Regions from separate parts of the Mus musculus genome. Here region 1 is linked to region 2. Evidence: chromatin contacts called from public Hi-C data. All regions are on one chromosome and are shown on one strand. Each heading gives the region's core, a stretch centred on a gene start, on an enhancer-like site or on the middle of the called end of the contact. The rest is flanking DNA. Distances are from core to core; before and after follow the strand shown.

Region 1 (2,753 bases), core at 13-2,512, 290 kb after region 2:
GATCTGGGAGGTAGGTTGAAGGATCTGGATGTGAAGAGAAAATGACTCTGTTCTTACCAATGATTGCAAACAGAGTCTTCACTGCACCTTCAATGATCTCAATGCGCTCCTGCTGACGGCTCAGTCTGTTATTCTTCAAGCCCTTGTGGTGAAAGTACTTCAGTGGGTACTTCACTGACCACCACAGCCCCACTATTAGAAAGAAGCTCCCTGGGAGAGCATGGCCCTTGAAGTTTGCCATCGCTGTTCCAGGATGCCTAAGAGATGAGGATTGCAGTTAGGTGATTGAATGATGAAGACATATATGTACATATAGACACATATAGGTGCATGTGTGCATGTGGAGTGTGTGTGTGTGAGAGAGAGACAGAGACAGGAGTGTAGAGGCTGGAGGACAACCTCAGGTATTACTTCTGAGGGATACTATCCACCTTACTCTAACACAGGACTTCTCATTGGCCTGGAACCCACTAAGTATGCTCTGCTGGCTGACCTGCCCATGAGCTGTATAGATCCGCTTGTCTCCCTGGCCCTGAGATCACAAGGATACACAACACACCCAGCTGTTTTACGCGATAGACAAGAAGTCTTTCTACTCTGTGTATTTTGAGCCAGGCATAGTGGTGCACTGCATGCCTTTAGTCCTAGCCCTTGGGAGGTGGAAGCCAGAGGGTCAGGAGTTCAAGGTCATCCTCCCCTTCTTAATAAAGGCAAGGCCAGCTTAGGCGACATGAAACCCTGCCTCCAAAGCACCATCCCCTCCACACTGTAGCAAGAAGCAGAATTGATCGTAAGCCACACCAGCAAGATCAAGGCTTTTTATGTGAAAAGCCCTTAAATCACTAGAATAGTACTGTCTGCCAGGTAATTTGGGGTTGGGGAGAACACTGCCGGGCCCGGGGCTGTGAAAATAAATAAGTTTGGTGGGGAGAAATGGAGGCCAGGTCAGTATTTGTTGACTCAGTGTAAAGATATCTTCCTAGGCACAGATGCGAACGAGAGGATTAGAGAGAAGAAACTTTATATGTAGTAATTTAAAAAAGCTTTTTATTGATTCTCTGTGAATTTCACATCATGCACCCCAATTCCACTCATGTCCCTGCCCCTTTGTGTCTGCCTTCCGCCCCTGTGACCCCTGCCCCCGCCAAAGGAAAAATAAGAGAACAAAAATCTCATCATGGGAGCTGCACTGTGTCACAGTGTCATACACCCTTTTTGTCCAACCCCCTTCACTTGCAGACGTTCATTGTAATGAGTCATTCAGCGGTCTGGTTCAAGGCCTCTGGCTTCTGCTACACTGCCAGTACTGGATCTCCACCAGGACTCCTCTCTGATATCTTGTTGTTGATCTGTGTCATAGAGATCCTGCAGCTTTGGCTCAGCAGGACTGGCTCCTTCACATGCCCCAGTAGTTCATAGAAGGGGTAGATGTTAGGGTGGGCCAACCCTAAGCCCTGGATCTGGGCCTGAGTAGGAGCTGAGTTGGTCAGCCCACCAGTTCTCCCATACCCATCTCACTAGGGCCAGCCTGCCTGCCTGGCTAGCTTACCCAAGTGCCACAGCCAATAAGGGGTGGGGCAAGCTCTCCCACTCTCATGCCCTCGGGGCGGGCTCGCCTGCACTGGCACCACCAGTGCTGGCCAGTCCAGGCACATAGCCTGCTCTACTGAGTTCTAAAACCAGCAAGGGATTGTGGGAAGCCATCCCTGCTGTGCCCACACCACCTCACGGCAGACGAAAGGTGGGGCCAGCTCTCTGTAGGCATTTTTTTTAATGTCAAAATGATGAAAAAGGGGCTGGTTAAATGTCTCAGCCAGTAAAGGATGCTGGCTGCTGAGCCTGTTGACCCGTGCCCAGTCTCGGTGGAAGAAGTGGGACCCACTCCTACAGGTCCTCTCATCTCCAGAGGCACATCACAGCACATACACCCAGAGAAACACAATGTAATTAAACCAAAAGTCTAAGAGATGGAGATAAATCAGGAAGCTGGCAGCTATACAGTGACTGTTAATTATAAAGCTTTTTACATATTTTTTTTTTCAAATTTAATTTTACTTTTTTTTTTTTTGGTGTGTGTGTATGTATGAGTATTTTGCCTGCATTCATATCTAAGAGAAAGCCTGATTCTCTGGAAATGGAGTTACAGACAGTTTTAAGCTGCCGTGTGGGTGCTGGGAATCAATCCCATGTCCTCTGGAAGAGCAGCTAGTACTCTTAACTGCTGAGCCATCTCTCCGACCCCAGCCATTACAGATTTTTTTTTTTCACACTGCAGGCAGCAATTTTATTTCCTGTTTTTCTAGACAACAGTAAGCAGCTGCTATCACATGGCCACTAATACTGTGTGATCCCTACTCCATCCAGCAAAGCACTGTACTTTGGACAGAAGCAAATGTCCTGTTTACTCACAGCAGGGCGATCATTTTACTATTAACATGCTGCTGCTCACTGGCTGCTGGAATCTGCTCCCTTCAACTTCTGTATCATTAGCTGCTCCAAAATAACCTAAACGCCATTATTGAGTTTTACACATTTTCAGGTTTGTACAAAAATAAGTGTTTGATGATAGGACAATAAACCAGTAAACAGAATACAAATAAAAGTTTATTGTACAAAATTAAGGCTCCGTATTTCATAGTTCAGCAAAACTAAAAACAAATTAGGTGACTCCTCCCAAAACTTCGCCTTCACTTCCAACAATTTAAAATGACTTGACCGAATGTGATCAAAACAAACACTATAAATAATACCAA
Region 2 (2,700 bases), core at 65-2,564:
TTGACCAAGAAAACACTTTATAGAGTCACTTCCTGATACAGTGTTTAAGGCTGTGGAGTTTCCAGGAGCTCAGCTTACTTCTTGCTGTGACAAACCACCATGACCTCGGCAACTTAGAAAAGGAAGGCTTGTGCTTTCAGAGGCCCGAGTCCATGACATTAGATCTCTAAAAGCACGGCAGCAGCTGAGAGCTCACTCCTCATCCACAAACAGGAGGCAGAGAGGACACTGGGGATGGCATGAAGTCTTCTGAAATCTCAAGCCTTGGGCACCTACAGGGGCTAGAAATGCTGAGTTCCCCCGGACTGGAATTAGAAGCAGTTGTCAGCTGCTCAAAAAAGGTATTGGGAATTGAACACGGATACTTTGCATGAGCAGTTTGTGATCTTAATCACTAAGCCATTTTTCTAGTTTATCTGTTATTGATTGATTGATTGATTGATTTGCTGAAAGGGTCTCGTATCTTTGTTTGTTTGTTTGTTTATAGAAAGGGCCTCTAGCCCAGGCTGCCCTCAAGCCCCCTACATAGCTAAAGATAACCTTAAACTTCTGATCTTCCTGCCTTCTCAGAGCTGGGAGCACAGGCTAGGGCCTTACTTATGTGGTGCTGTCAGGGATGGGCCCCAGGGTATCATGCATGCTAATCAGGCACTCCTCCAAGCCTGTTCTGCCTTCAAAATTAGAAGACAGCTTTATAGGGTGCTGCAGTTTAAATATGAAGTGCTCCCATGAGCTCACGTGCTGGAAGACTTGGCTCCCGGCTCTTGGTGCTGGGTAGAAACGTTATAGGAACTTCAGGAGAGAGAGCAATGCTGGAGGAAGTACGTCATTGGGATTAACCCTCGGGGATTTAGTTTTGATAGAGTGTCACTATGTAGCTCTGGCTGGCCTTGAATTACCAGAGATACATCTGCCTCTGCTTCCCAAGTGCCAGAATTAAAGGCATGGACCCACGAGTGGCTGAACTTCCAAGTTTTCATAACCTGACTATCTCTGTCCACTCTCGACTTCCTGACTGGCTTTCATCACCTCAGGAACCTCGAGCCAGAACAAAGCCTTTCTCCTCGCAGTGTTTTTGTGTCTGGGTACTTTTTAACAGCAGCAGAGAAGTGACAAGTGCACTGCAGAATCCCAGACACAGTAAGATGTCTATGTGTCTGATCTAAGTTTTGACACATGCTACCCGTGGGGCTACTACCATTATCTAGAATGTTCTTTTAGCTTTGATGATCATTAAGTACAGTGTTGCAACACACTGACCTTAGGACCAGGCTTTCCAACTGCTCCACTTCAAGGTATCAAAATACAAGTTAAAAAATAGTAAGAGAGTGCATTAGTCAGCCTGGTACCATTGTGACAAAACACCAAGTGAACAGCTTATAAGCAGGAAGAACTATTTCTGTTGGTACTTTCAGTCCAGTCACTTGGCCTGGTGGCGAGACAGCTCATCACACTTGGAGAGCACGCAGCAGAGATCTGCTCACCTCCTAGAGACCACTAAGCAGCGTGAGAAGGCCCAAGGGTATCTCCCAAGGCACTTCCCCTAGGGCCTAACTTCCTCATACTAGGTCTCACAACAGTAGCACATGCTGGAGGTCAACCCTGACAAACAGGCCTTAAGGGAAACGTTTGGGATCCAAACTGGACAGAGTCCACCAGTCAAGCATGAAGCTTCAAGGTCGACTTTGAAGGTATATGAACCGGGAGTGGTGGCACTTGGCTGTATAACAAATCTGAGGTCCACATTATGTGGACAATGAGGTTTTCTTTTTTTTGGGGGGGGGGTCTATGATAAAACTCTAGTTCAGAGAGCAGCACTTGCTTAGTGTGTGTAATGGTTTGTATATGCTTGGCCCAAGGAGTGGCAGTATTAGAAAGTGTAGCTTTGTTGGAGTAGGTGTGTCACTGTGGGCATGGGCTTTAATACCCTTGTCCTAGCTCTGCCTGGAAGTCAGTATTCCGGCAGAAGCCTTCAGATGAAGCTGTTGAACTCTCAGCTCCTCCTGCACCGTGCCTGCCTGGACGCTGCCATGCTCCCACCTTGATGAGAGTGGACTGAACCTCTGAACCTGTAAGCCAGCTCCAATTAAATGTTGTCCTTATAAGAGTTGCCTTGGTCATGGTGTCTGTTCACAGCAGTAAAATCCTAACTAAGACAGTGTGTCTGGGGTTTGATCCCAAATAAAGAAATTAAAGTAAAAAAAAATTATATAATCCCCAGGGAGGCTTTTATAAGACAAACAACACACACACACTGTGATGTTTTAACAGTGGAATATCTTACAAGACAGCTAACCAGTACTCACCTGTCAGGACCACCGAAACAAGGTCACATCCTAGGAGAAAAAGTAGGCTGTAGATATAAAGCAAGGAGACCCGAATCAAGAATGCGCAGAGAGACAGGGAGAGCATGCGCTTCAGGAACGCACTACGTCACACAAGGAGGAGGAGCATAAGCAATCTGTGGTGCCAGGACTATGCCTGTAATCTCAGCACTGGGGAGGCGGATGGCTGTGGGCTTGAGGCTAGCCTCATCTATGTAGTTCTACACACACACACACACACACACACACACAGTAGCAACATCTGGATCCTAAAGGCTTTATCTCCCCCTTATATAATAAATTATTTGGGAAATTTTTTTCCATCTTTTTCTTGTCTCCCAGGTTTCCATCTTGGACTTGGTACATACATAATTTA

The links. A called contact is a pair of places that touch in the nucleus more often than the background predicts.
Region 1: a Hi-C map of liver shows a contact between it and region 2, with 2.5 times the contacts expected there. The contact joins two enhancer-like sites. A contact is called at or near these places in 1 of 484 Hi-C or Micro-C datasets (liver), 3 of 115 datasets of contacts at active chromatin or transcription factors (embryonic stem cells, pancreatic cancer cells and stem cell-derived neural progenitor cells) and 3 of 9 other capture datasets (adipose tissue, liver and pancreatic islet).

What each region holds. Positions count from the first base shown.
Region 1 is chr9:31,431,264-31,434,016 of GRCm38.p6, forward strand. It overlaps Tmem45b (transmembrane protein 45b), which reads right to left. Exons shown (of 6, transcript NM_144936.1): 2 at 58-257. The coding sequence starts at 241. Among named protein-coding and RNA genes, the nearest start is that of Tmem45b, 32 kb to the right of the region's middle. Within about 2 kb of position 1,263, at least 53 of the 459 cell types and tissues checked have an H3K27ac peak or open chromatin away from gene starts, as enhancers often do. A contact at or near this core is called in liver, where this site is marked.
Region 2 is chr9:31,144,202-31,146,901 of GRCm38.p6, forward strand. No RefSeq gene overlaps it. Among named protein-coding and RNA genes, the nearest start is that of St14, 14 kb to the left of the region's middle. Within about 2 kb of position 1,315, at least 53 of the 459 cell types and tissues checked have an H3K27ac peak or open chromatin away from gene starts, as enhancers often do. A contact at or near this core is called in liver, where this site is marked.